3 separate regions of the Mus musculus genome follow, and all the other regions are linked to region 3. Evidence: chromatin contacts called from public Hi-C data. All regions are on one chromosome and are shown on one strand. The core of a region is the stretch at or near the end of the contact, and the rest is flanking DNA. Distances in the headings are between cores, read along the strand shown.

Region 1 (3,977 bases), core at 679-3,178, 200 kb after region 3:
GGTTGGAGAATCACTGAGCTACTGAAGGGGTGTGGGGTGGGGTGTGTAGGGGGCACCCTTGTACTCAGGAGAGTGAACAGGGAGATTTGAGTTGGAGGGCAACCTAGTAACCGTGTGTGAAAAAAAATTATAAAATTACCAGTCTAAGACTTGAAATATTTAAAGGGCATATAGGTGGCAAAAGAGACAGATCAGTTTTAGGAGTGCTTGCTGATCTTCCAGGGGACTGTCGTCAGTGTCCCACAAATAGCAGTTTGTTATCAGTGTCTTCACACATGGCAAGACTGTCATCAGAATGTTCACACATGGCAGATTGTCATCAGTGTGTTCACACATGGCAAGATTTTCATCAGAATGTTCACACATGGCAGATTGTCATCAGTGTGGCACACATGGCAGGTAGTGTGGCACACGTGGCAGGGTGTCATTAGTGTGTTCAGACATGACAGTTGTCATCAGTGTGATCACACATGCAGGTTATCATCAGTGTGTTCACACATTGGAAGGTATGATCAGTGTTTTCACACATGACAGTTGTCATTAGTGTGTTCACACATGACAGGTTTAGATCAGTGTGTTCACATATGGCAGAATGTCATCAGTGTGTTCACACATGACAGGTAGTCATCAGTGTGTTCATATATGACAGTTGGCATTAGTGTGTAGTGTGTTCACATGTGGCAAGTTGCATCAGTGAGTTCACACATGGTAGGGTGTCATCATTGTGTTCACACATGGCATGTTGTCATTAGTGTGCTCACATATGGCAGATTGTCATTGGTGTACTCCACATGGCAGGTTGTCATCAGTATATTCACACATGGCAGGTTGTCATCAGTGTTGTTTGCACATGGTTGGTTGTCATTAGTGTGTTCACACCTGGCAGTTGTCATTAGTGTGTTCACACATGGCAGGTAGTCATTTGCATGATCACACATGGCAGATTGACATCATTGTGTTCACACATGGCTGGGTGTCAACAGTGTGGCACACATGGCAAGTAGTCATCCATGTGTTCACCTAGGGCAGGTTGTTATCAGTGTGATCACACATGAAGGTTGTCATCTGTGAGCAACATGGCAGTTGTCATTAGTGTGTGCACACAGGGCAGTTTCTCATCAGTGTGTTCACACATGCCAGGGTGTCATCAGTGTATTCACACATGGCAGATTTTCATCAGTATGTTCACAAATGGCAAGTTGTCTTCAGTGTGTTCACACATGGCAGGGTGTCATCACTGTGTTCACACATGGCAGGTTACCATCAGGGTGGGACACAGGGCAAGTAGTCATAGGTTTGTTCATTTATGGCATTTTGTTATCAGTGTGATCACACATGCAGGCTGTCTTCAGTTTGTTCACACATAGCAGGGGGTCATCAGTATGCTTACACATGGCAGGTTGTCTTCAGTGTGTTCAAATATGGCAGGATGTCATCAGTGTGGCACACATGGCTGGTTGTCATCAGTGTGTTCACACATGTCAGTTCATCTTCAGTGTGTTCACTCATGACAGGTTGTCATCAGTGTTTTCACACATGGCAGGTAGTCATTGGTGTATTCACATATGGCAGGTTGTCATCAGTGTGTTCACATCTGGCAAGTTGTTGTCAGTATGGCACACATGTCAGTATCTGTGTCTGATTGCTCAGAACTTCCTGTAACTCCATCTCTAGGGGGTCAGATACCCTCTTCTGGCCTCTATAGGCACCCATATATACATGTGCATGAGTGGGCAGGGGCACACACATACATACACCCACACATATACACACACAAACAGACATACTCACACACACACACACACACACACACACACAAACACACACACTTAAATATAAATCTAAAGGGCACATAGGGAGGCCAGGGAACACAAAGGGGACAGGAAGATGGGCAGGAGTTATGAGTTGCATCATGGACAGTAAGACACTGTGCAGGAGGCCTTCCTGTTCCTGACTTAATTAAAGAGACTTCACATGGCAACAGTTCCATTAGCAACCACAACAGGCCCTTAAACTTTGTGTGCTGAATGGTCCTGTGACTCAGAAGCCCAGGGCTTTTTAAAATTAGGTTATTTTTTTTAAAGGTGTCTTTAGAATCCTCTGTTCAAAAATCTGGCTAGCTCACAGTGGTAGGGACCACAATAATATCTTAGTTTGTTCTAGAGAGACATTAGAAAGACGTGTACTCCTAACCTTTGGCCTCAATTTAATTCCAGCAGTTCAGACATCAGCCAAGGTATGTAAGCAACTCTGTCATTTTGTGAACATTCTTCACGTGTTCTGTCTGTTGGTAATTTGAGGAAGCAGTTGGACTCTTGAAGCTCTTGGCAGACTTCTCATCCAATGAATATTTTAGAGCCTTCAGTAGTCCTTCAAAACAGTCAGGGTTCCCTCCAAAGATCTGTTCAGGCACAGGAGATAATTTGAAGTCATGTTACTGCCAGTTTGCAATTGTAAAAGTAACTTTGCTAGCACAGTACCAACAAATGGATCTTGTCAGTCACAAATGGGGTAAACACAGCTGTTTTCTTCACTCATCGAAAGGCTGGGAAACTAAACTTATAGGCTAGCCTCTGGGCAGAGCAGTTAAGTCCTTACGCTGATTCTTCTAATGTCTAAATAAATTAATTATGCCTTATTGGATTAAATAAAGTACACTAGTATAAAATTCAAAGGTGTCAGAGGATTTTCTTAACTTCCTAAGATAGTCAAAGAGGTTCCCAAAGCTATTTAACTAAATTATATGAGCTCCCTTATTGAGAGGGTAAAAATGAAAAATCCACTAAACTTTGAAGGTCACAGGTCTCAAGCCGTTGTCTGTTCCTTTCTATTTAACTAGCTACTCAAACCATACAACTGAAGTCTCTTTTCAGTATAACTTGCAAAATTTCCCCTAGTCCAAATAGCATGAAGATAAATTTGTGTAATTAGATAGAGTCTGTAGACAGAAGTAAGTCTAGATGAAGAATGAGAAGTGTATTTATAGACAGCATTCCTTTCAGCTTTATGCTTATCACATACTGAACTGCTTTCAAGTTTTAGTCTAATAAAAAGAGACCCTTGCTCAAGGGACTGGAGAGCTGACTCAGCAGGAAGAGGAAGTGCAGCTCTTGCAGAGGACCTGGGTTCGGTCCCCAGCACCAACATCACATGGCTCAGATCAGTATAACTGCAGCTCCAGAGGGCTCTGATCTCTCAGGTTTCCTCAGGGGCACATGTACAGGGTTTTAATATCTCCCCCCCCCCATTCCAAACACACATGCACATAATTTTAAAAAATACTTAAAAGAAATGCTTATCTGTCTAAGGTTGAGTCATTCATTTATGCATTTGTTTATCTAATCACCTGTTGTGTGTGTAGACATTATTAATGAATTTGGGTTTTGCTTGTGTTTTGTTGGTGGGGTGGTGGTAGTTGTGTGATAAAATAATGTGACTGAAGCAACTTTAGGAGGAGTTTCGTTTATTTCAGCTCACAACTCCAGAGGGGAAGGCCAGTCTCTGTGGTGGAAAAACAGCAACAGCAGCAGCAACAACAGCAACAGCAACAGCAGCAGCCGCTGGGAAATCATCACATGCAGGAGGCTGAGAGAGCAGGCAGCCAGGAGGGTGAGGCTATAAACTCTCCATCCCTGCCTCAAGGGTGAACTTATCCAGCAAGGCTCCACATCTTATAGATTCCAGAGCCTTCCTAAACAGTACCACACATTAGGGATGCTTTGTTGAGGGACATGTGTCTTGAGGGGAAATTTCTCATCCAAACCACCACATTTAGAAACTGTAAGGTATAACCCCAACTCCTAGTGCCTCACAGCTTGGTAGGGGAAGGCAGGCATGTAAATAAGTAATATCATTGTAGGGAAAAGCTATAGAAAAACTATTTCCAAACTATTATAGAATTACTGAGGCAAGGATGGCCGGTGTTGGAAATGAGTGAAGGGTTACATCCTACGTCTTGGGAGGAGTTGTGTGCAGTT
Region 2 (3,968 bases), core at 1,319-3,818, 140 kb after region 3:
CTGAGTGATGGACCAGTTGCTTAGCATATTCACAGCTTTGGTCTTGACTTCCACAACCCCTAGCCACCCCCAGCCTCCCCCCCAGTCCCCTCCAGCCTCCCCTCAGCCACTCCCTAGCCTCCCCCAGCCTCCCCTCAACCATCCCCAGGCTATTCCCAGCCACCCCTAGCCTCTCCCTAGTCACCCTTTAGCCTCCCCCTAGCCACCCCCTGACAAAGGCAGTGTGAGACGTACAGTTCCACATTGTAAATATCTGGGTGTCTGTTTATTTTATTTATGGTCAGACATATTTTGTGAAGGTGGAGGCAAATGCAGACACTTTCAAAGAGACTCAAAAGGTCAAAGAATGAGTCAACAATGAAAGAATTAGTTCATTCAGTCCACACCGTGGTCCCCAGCGAGCATTCAATGAACCACATCCTCTGCTGGATGCTGGGAAACCAGACATGGGAGGATGAGGCTATAGCCTCTCCTGCCTGGACTGGGCTCTCCATCAGCAGGGCTACCTGGTGCTTCTTCCACATGCAAGCGCCAGGACAAGAACAGAGAGAGCTACCTGCAGGCACCAGCTTTCCTGAACCAGCCAGCCATCTTAATACCCAGCTCCAAGAGTATCCAGTGCTGTATGTCCAGGCTCCTTCTCACCTTCTCTGTAGCCTCTTCCACCAGGCCCTGGCCTTGGCTGAACAGAGACAAATCACTCTGGTCCTACACACACCTTTCTCTCTCAGATACAATGTCTTTGAATTATCCCAATTTTTAATTTTTTTTTTCCTGATGATAAGCGGAGTTCTGTTTCCTGAGTCTTTCTCTCCTAGGATAAGGACAATAATCACTTCCAGAAGAGGGAGAATGCGATGAAGGGAAATACTCTTTCAGACAGAAAGAAGCCTGAGCCTTCTGCCTAGTGTTGTTGAAGACAGAAGGAAGATAGGAAGGGAGGGAGGGGCTACCAATTAGCCAATCCCAACTTCTCTTTCAGGGTTGAGATGAGGTTATAAAGCATGGTCAAGGAAGATCTTTTCCCAAAGTCACGGGGCCCAGTCTCACAGACTGGAGAAGACCCAGCGTTGACTGCCTTGACAACAGAAGCCTTGTGGGTCCCAGGGAAACAAGGGTAAGAGACTGAGAGGAGACTTGGGTGGGCCTGCTGTGTGAGGGTGTGGCTGTGGCGTGGGTTCAGAGGAATGGAAGGTGCCAGACCAAGGCACTGATCAAGCCATGAGTTGCTTCATAGACCAGCTTCACCCACAGGAACAAGCAGTGGCCAAGCCGAGGCTGGAAGAGGCTAGAGGAGACCTGAGACACTGTACTCTTCCCGGGGCCCAGCCAGAACTCAGCGAGTCCAGCCCTTTCTCCCGAACAAGGAAGAGAGAGTTTAAGGGACAGAGTATGGATTTTTTTTTTTTTTTTTTTTTTTTTTTTTTGGTTTTTTGAGACAGGGTTTCTCTGTGTAGCCCTGGAACTCACTCTGTAGACCAGGCTAGCCTCGAACTCAGAAATTCACCTGCCTCTGCCTCCCAAGTGCTGGGATTAAAGGCGTGCGCCACCACGCCCGGCCAGAGTATGGATTTTATCTAAGGTAATTTACTCAACCTTAAGATTAAGATAGCAATTGGCCCAAATAACGAGTGAACTCTGAATGGGTCAAATGTCTGCTCCGAAATAAGCTTGAGTTAGTGGGAAGAAACGCAAACATCACTATAAAGCAACCAAAGCTAGGGGTTGGAACGACGGCTCCATCATTGTTCTTGCAGAGGAACTGGACCCCATATGGCAGCCCACAGCCATTTGTAATTCCAATCACGTGGTCCAATGTCTTCTTTTGGCCTCTGAGGGTTCCTACACGGTACACGTACAGACATGCAGGCCAACGCTTTATACACATAAAACAAAAATAAGTATTTTTTTGTTTATTGAGACAGCGTCTCTTTATTGTAACTCTGGCTGTCCTGGAACTTACAGAGATCATCCTGCCTCTGCCTGAAAAGTTTTTTAAAATTACAGAAGTTTCGTTTAAATACCTCCACTGACTTTTATTTGCAATTCCCGAGTCAGGCAAATCTTCATCCCCTTACAGCAGAATATGAGAAGGTGTGTTTTAATGAGCTGGCCAGCAGAGGTTGGCTTTAGAGACAGGAAAGGCACAAGGAACACAGAAACAAGCCCAAGAGCAGATGGATCGGTTTTGTTTTTTTTTGCTTACTTCCCATATAAGATGGAAGCAAACAACTTGACAGTTAGTTTGATGGAAAAGATGAAGAAGACACCATCACCTCTACGTTACTGCTAACAAGAAGTCACTTCTTGACTTGCTCCCGGTGGCAGTCCTATCAGGCAGATGAGGACCATTAGCCCTGGGTTAACCTCCTAAGTGTGCCTGCCAATTGTTTTCAAGGAATTGCTGAAGATCTCTCCCTCCCAGACATAATTATGTAACGGAGCCTAACTGTCTAGCAGAGTGTGTGATGTGCCACTCCAAATCCGGGCCACTCCCAGGGGCTCCTCCAAAACAAGTCCCTGCAGCACCCCAGGACGCCACTAAGCCACAAAGCTTCCAGAACACTTCAGCCCCACCCCTCCCCCACCTCAGTTATTTAGCACTGAAGGCAGAGATCCTGACACTGACTCTGGGGCACAAAGGAAACTTAAAAACTGATGAGTGTTAAGAGGAAGCACACAAGCTGAATAAAAAGACAGAACCACGATTTACCTGTTGCTCTCCTAACATAGTAGCTACTACCGTGGCTGTCTAAACAAGAGCTGGGGCCAAAGGTGGTTGAAATATCATGAGTTCAAGGATGTGAGTGTTCACCTGCAGGGTCAGAGCTGAGTGGCTAATGAGGATTCTCTCTCCATCTGAAAGCATCCTTTATCCCAAGTCTCTAGGCCCGACCGAGAAAGAGGTTCACGGAGGCCGCGCTACAAAGGGTGGCAGTTACAAGGCGGCCAACAGGCTGCCCCCAGCTGGTTCCCATTGCTTGGTCACATGCATTGCTGCACAGCCTTCCAGAGGATTATGCCAATGAACGAGGGTCCTTTGTCAGAAGTCCCTCCCCATTCACTCCCAAAGCTGTTTCCAGAGACTGGGCTGCCAGAGGCTCTGAAGGCATTGTGGTGGTTTCTGCTGGACAAAGCAGGACACGGGAGGACTCATGCCCCACACTGTGCACAGCCTCTCCCTCCGGTGGCTGAATGTTAAATAGTTGACAGCACATTTTCTGTCATATTTCATGTGCGGCTCCCTTCGAGAACTTCCAAAAACATTCATTTGTCTATGAGGGGTGTCTGCGAGAGAAGTGTACTTGAGCTAGAGGCAAGAAATCAGAGGATGACTGGCCGGAGCCAGGTTGGTTCCAGGACTGGAGCTCGGCTGTCAGGCTTGGCACAACTGACTCATCTCAGGACCCTCCAAATTTCCCTGTTCTGGGGCTGGCCACCCCAGCCCCCGACTCTGTCAGTGGGAAAGAAGAGCTAACAGTGAACACTGCAGCTCTGAGATCAGCTAAAAGATGAACCATTCCCCACTACTGTTTATCTCCTGGTATAAAAATGCCTGCAGTGGGCAGACTCACTCACAGGTCCTGCTTGCAGATTCTACCCTCGTCTATCTCTGCTGGAAGCTGGAAGCCTCCAGTTTGACGAGTTGCCTCTCTCTCATCCCACTCCCAGCGAGGCTACTCTGACCACCACCTCTGTGAATGTGTGAGCGCCTGACCTGACGATGTCTGTTACGCGCATGCGCTGCCTCTGTTACTTTTCTGTTTGCGGATTGGATTGACTTTTCCTCTTTAGGCTTAATCTGAAACTGAAGCACAGTTCTAATAGGTTGCTGACTGCTGTGTAGAACACACGGACAGCAGCCAAAGGGAAACGTGCCCTAGGTTAAATAAAAAGCCACTTAGGAAACAAGGGGTTACGGTGAAACTGAGCAGCCTCTGTTCCGCCCTAGAAGCTTCTAGGGCTTA
Region 3 (3,703 bases), core at 261-2,760:
AGAACCTGGGTTTGGTTCCCAGCACCCACATGTCAGACTCCTAACTATCTCTAACCCTAGTTCCAGGGATCCAATACTTTCTTCTGGCAACTGTGGACATCAGGTACATACATGGCATATGACATACTGGCAAAACATTCATATACATAAAATATAAATAGATAAACCATAAAAGAATAAAATCACAGAAATGAGAAAATGTCCCAGAAGAAAAGTATGGCCTCTCCTAGTCAATAAACTAAGCCTGCTTCTAATGGACAAGCAAGATGGAGACTTTTCCTAGGGATATCTAACAAAAGAATAAAAATATTCTTTTGGGTCAGGGGTCTTATGTTACCCAGGCTGGCCATGAACTAGCTATGTAGCTGAGGGTACTTTGAACTCTTTCATCTCCTACCTCTGCTTCCAGGGCTGTGGTTACAAATATGCACCACCATACTTTGTTTTGCGGGTGCTAGTGATTGGACCCAGGGCTTCAGGCATGTCAGACAAGCATTATACCAACTGAGCTACATCTCTAGCCTCCAGCTTCTGCATTGTATATTACTAGAAAGTTAGGAAGAAGTGTGAAGTGAGACAGCTCTGTAAAGGCACTTGATCCAAAGCCTGCTGACCTGAGGTCAATACCCCACATCTACACTGTAGAAGGAGAGCCAAGTATAGATTGTTCTTTGACACACACATACGTGCATATACTCTAGACATACATACATAGTGTTTTTATTATCAAGAAGTAAAACTCCTTGATTAGCCTTTTCCTCATTAACTGCCCTGAAAATATCCATAAATGCAGAATTTGAAACACACAACAGTAAAGGGCAGAGTTTCCTCCCCCTCCCCACTCTTGTGCATTAGATAATCAGGAACATCTCAAGGTCCATTTTATTCTTGGGAAAATGTCAGCAACATTAGTGAGACAGATGAACTCATTTAAAGTAGACAAAAGAATAGCTGAAAAAGGGGGGCTGGTGAGATGGCTCAGTGGGTAAGAGCACCCGACTGCTCTTCCGAAGGTCTGGAGTTCAAATACCAGCAACCACATGGTGGCTCACAACCATCTGTAACAAGATCTGACGCCCTCTTCTGGAGTGTCTGAAGACAGCTACAGTGTACTTACATATAATAAATAAATAAATAAATCTTTAAAAAAAAAAAAGAATAGCTGAAAAAAGACACACGGAGCCAAGCGCTCTGTAATGTTAGTATTCAAAGACGAATAAGATGTGGGTTCTACCATGAGTTGTGACAGGAGGAAATCTGAGGCAGGAGGATGGAGTTCAAGGCCAGCCTGGACTAAATGGTCAAACTTAGTCTCAAAAACATAAACAGAAATAAAAGATTATGCGGTTTCCGGTATGTTCTCCTAAGAAGACAGCTTCAAAGGACTGAGAAAGGACAGGGATCATGTGCATAATCCAGGAAGAGAATCTTTCCAGGAGGGGCAAGAGACACAGTAAAGAAAGGGATGGTAGCCAGGCATGGTGGCACATGCCTTTAACTCCAGTGCTCAGGAGACAAAAGCAGGCAGATTTCTGTGAGCTGCAGGCCAGTCAGGGCTTCACAGTAAAGCCCTGTCTCATAAATGGGGAAAGAAAAAGTAAAGAAAGAGAGAGGATGTGACTCAGCAGTTGGGTGGTTGCCCAGCATGGGTGAGGCCCTAGGTCTTGACTCATGCAACACACACACACACACACACACACACACACACACACACACACACACACACACCCCTACCCCTGCAAGGAGAAAGACCGGCAAATGCCAGATTAGGAAGCAGGAAATCCAGTAGTCCCCATTTATCTGTGGGGTTTTATTCTCTTTACTTTCACTTACCCGGTCAACCACAGGGTAGAACGACTGCCCGCAAAATTCCAGAAATAAACAAGTCATGAGCTGTAGGGTGAGCATTACTCTGAGCAACATAGTATCTTCCCCTGTCCCCACCTGGGCATGAGTCATCCTGTGCCCAGCATGCCCGCACCAGTTTGTAGGGTCATTAGCTACTTAGTAGCCCCTTAATTACTCACTTAGCAGCTCTCTTGGTTGTCAGATTGACTGCTATGGTACCACAGTGCTGCTGTTTTAAGAAATTCTTCTTTTACTCAGTAATGGTTCCAAAACGCAAGAGTAGTAATGGAATGGAGGCAGCGGGACTTAAGACACGGAAGGACAAGTTAGTCCTGGGTCTGCATAAAGATGTTACAAGTCTCCTCATCATCACCATCACCACCACCACCATCACCATCATCATCATCATCATCATCATCATCCAGAGGGCTCTATGTAAATGGAGGTTTCAAGCACATACTGAGGTTCTAAAAATATGTCCCTGGTGGCTAAAGAGATGAACTGAATAGACAGTAAAATAAATATAAAGACTGTTGATAGATAGTAGGTAGATAAATGGTGAGAAAGGATAGTTATATGATAGACAGACAGATACATAAATAGGCACAGTCCTTCAGTATTACAAAGTATGAATAGTAATGAACCCTGTTATGGTTTGTATATGCTTGGCCCCTGGGAGTGGCACTATGAGAGGGTGTAGCCCTTTCGGAGTAGGTGTATCACTGTGGGTGTGGATTTTAAGACCCTCATCCTAGCTGTTTGAAAGTGAGTATTCTGTTAGCAGCCTTCAGAAGAAGATGTAGAACTCTCAGCTCCTCCTGTACCATGCCTGCCTGGATGCTGTCATGTTCCCACCTTAGTGATAATGGACTGAACCTCTGAACCTGCAAGCCAACACCAATAAAATGTTGAACATATAAGAGTTCCCTTGGTCATGGTGTCTGTTGATCACAGCAGTAAAACCCTAATTAAGACAGACCCATAGACTCATGCATTATATGCTTAGCCCATAAGGCATGGCACTATTAGGAGGTATGGCCTTATTGGAGTAAGTGTGACCTTGTTGGAGGAAGTGTGTCACTATGGGGGCCAACTTTGAGGTCTCATATGCTCAAAGTATGCCCAGTGTGGCTCAGAGTCACTTGTGCTGCCTGCAGATCAAGTTGTAGAACTCTCAGCTGCTTCTCCAGCACTGTATCTGCCTGTATACCTCCATATAATAATGGACTAAGCCTCTGAAATTGTAAGCCAGCCCCAATTAAATGTTTTCCTTTATAAGAGTTGCTGTGAGCCGGGCGTGATGGCTCACACCTTTAATCCCAGCACTCAGGAGGCAGAGGCAGGCAGATTTCTGAGTTCGAGGCCAGCCTGGTCTACAAAGTGAGTTCCAGGACAGCCAGGACTATACAGAGAAACCCTGTCTCGAAAAACCAAAAAAATAAAAAGTAAAAATAAAAATAAATAAGAGTTGCTGTGGTCATGGTGTCTCTTCAGAGCCTTAAAACTGTAACTAAGACACAGAGGCAAAGATTGTAGTATATAGCATAGTATCTTTCCAGTGATCCCATATCACCTGGCTGTTACAGGCAGAGATTGTAGTATATAACATAGTATCTTTCCAGTGATCCCATATCACCTGGCTGTTACAGGCAAAGATTGTAGTATATAACATAGTATCTCTCCAGAGAGCTCATATCATGTGGCTGTTTGCTGCTCTAACTGGCCATGAGACCTGGGAGAAAAGAGCCGATAAATGAATCAGACTAAAGCCTCATGCAATAGCCAACTTTATTCAGAGCATCAGACACTTTATACTCTGAGAGCGAAGAGGAGCCACCTGAGGAAAATGTACAGT

The links. A called contact is a pair of places that touch in the nucleus more often than the background predicts.
Region 1: a Hi-C map of the N1E-115 cell line shows a contact between it and region 3, with 5 times the contacts expected there. The contact joins two enhancer-like sites. A contact is called at or near these places in 3 of 39 promoter capture datasets (the HPC-7 cell line, embryonic stem cells and frontonasal cranial neural crest), 1 of 15 datasets of contacts at CTCF or cohesin (pro-B cells), 3 of 484 Hi-C or Micro-C datasets (the N1E-115 cell line, bone marrow-derived macrophages and pre-hematopoietic stem cells), 9 of 115 datasets of contacts at active chromatin or transcription factors (astrocytes, craniofacial prominence, embryonic stem cells and 4 more) and 1 of 9 other capture datasets (embryonic stem cells).
Region 2: a contact with region 3 is called in a Hi-C map of female germline stem cells, with 3 times the contacts expected there. The contact joins two enhancer-like sites. A contact is called at or near these places in 1 of 39 promoter capture datasets (neural stem cells), 1 of 15 datasets of contacts at CTCF or cohesin (embryonic stem cells), 4 of 484 Hi-C or Micro-C datasets (the N1E-115 cell line, embryonic stem cells and female germline stem cells), 7 of 115 datasets of contacts at active chromatin or transcription factors (bone marrow-derived macrophages, embryonic fibroblasts, embryonic stem cells and 2 more) and 1 of 9 other capture datasets (embryonic stem cells).

Annotation. Positions count from the first base shown.
Region 1 is chr17:70,931,368-70,935,344 of GRCm38.p6, forward strand. No RefSeq gene overlaps it. Among named protein-coding and RNA genes, the nearest start is that of Gm26510, 8.4 kb to the left of the region's middle. Within about 2 kb of position 1,929, at least 5 of the 459 cell types and tissues checked have an H3K27ac peak or open chromatin away from gene starts, as enhancers often do. A contact at or near this core is called in the N1E-115 cell line, where this site is marked.
Region 2 is chr17:70,869,728-70,873,695 of GRCm38.p6, forward strand. No RefSeq gene overlaps it. Among named protein-coding and RNA genes, the nearest start is that of Mir1195, 11 kb to the left of the region's middle. Within about 2 kb of position 2,569, at least 106 of the 459 cell types and tissues checked have an H3K27ac peak or open chromatin away from gene starts, as enhancers often do. A contact at or near this core is called in the N1E-115 cell line, female germline stem cells and neural stem cells, where this site is marked.
Region 3 is chr17:70,727,266-70,730,968 of GRCm38.p6, forward strand. All of the region lies in intron 6 of Dlgap1 (DLG associated protein 1), which reads left to right. Among named protein-coding and RNA genes, the nearest start is that of Gm36746, 11 kb to the left of the region's middle. Within about 2 kb of position 1,511, at least 181 of the 459 cell types and tissues checked have an H3K27ac peak or open chromatin away from gene starts, as enhancers often do. A contact at or near this core is called in the N1E-115 cell line, female germline stem cells and neural stem cells, where this site is marked.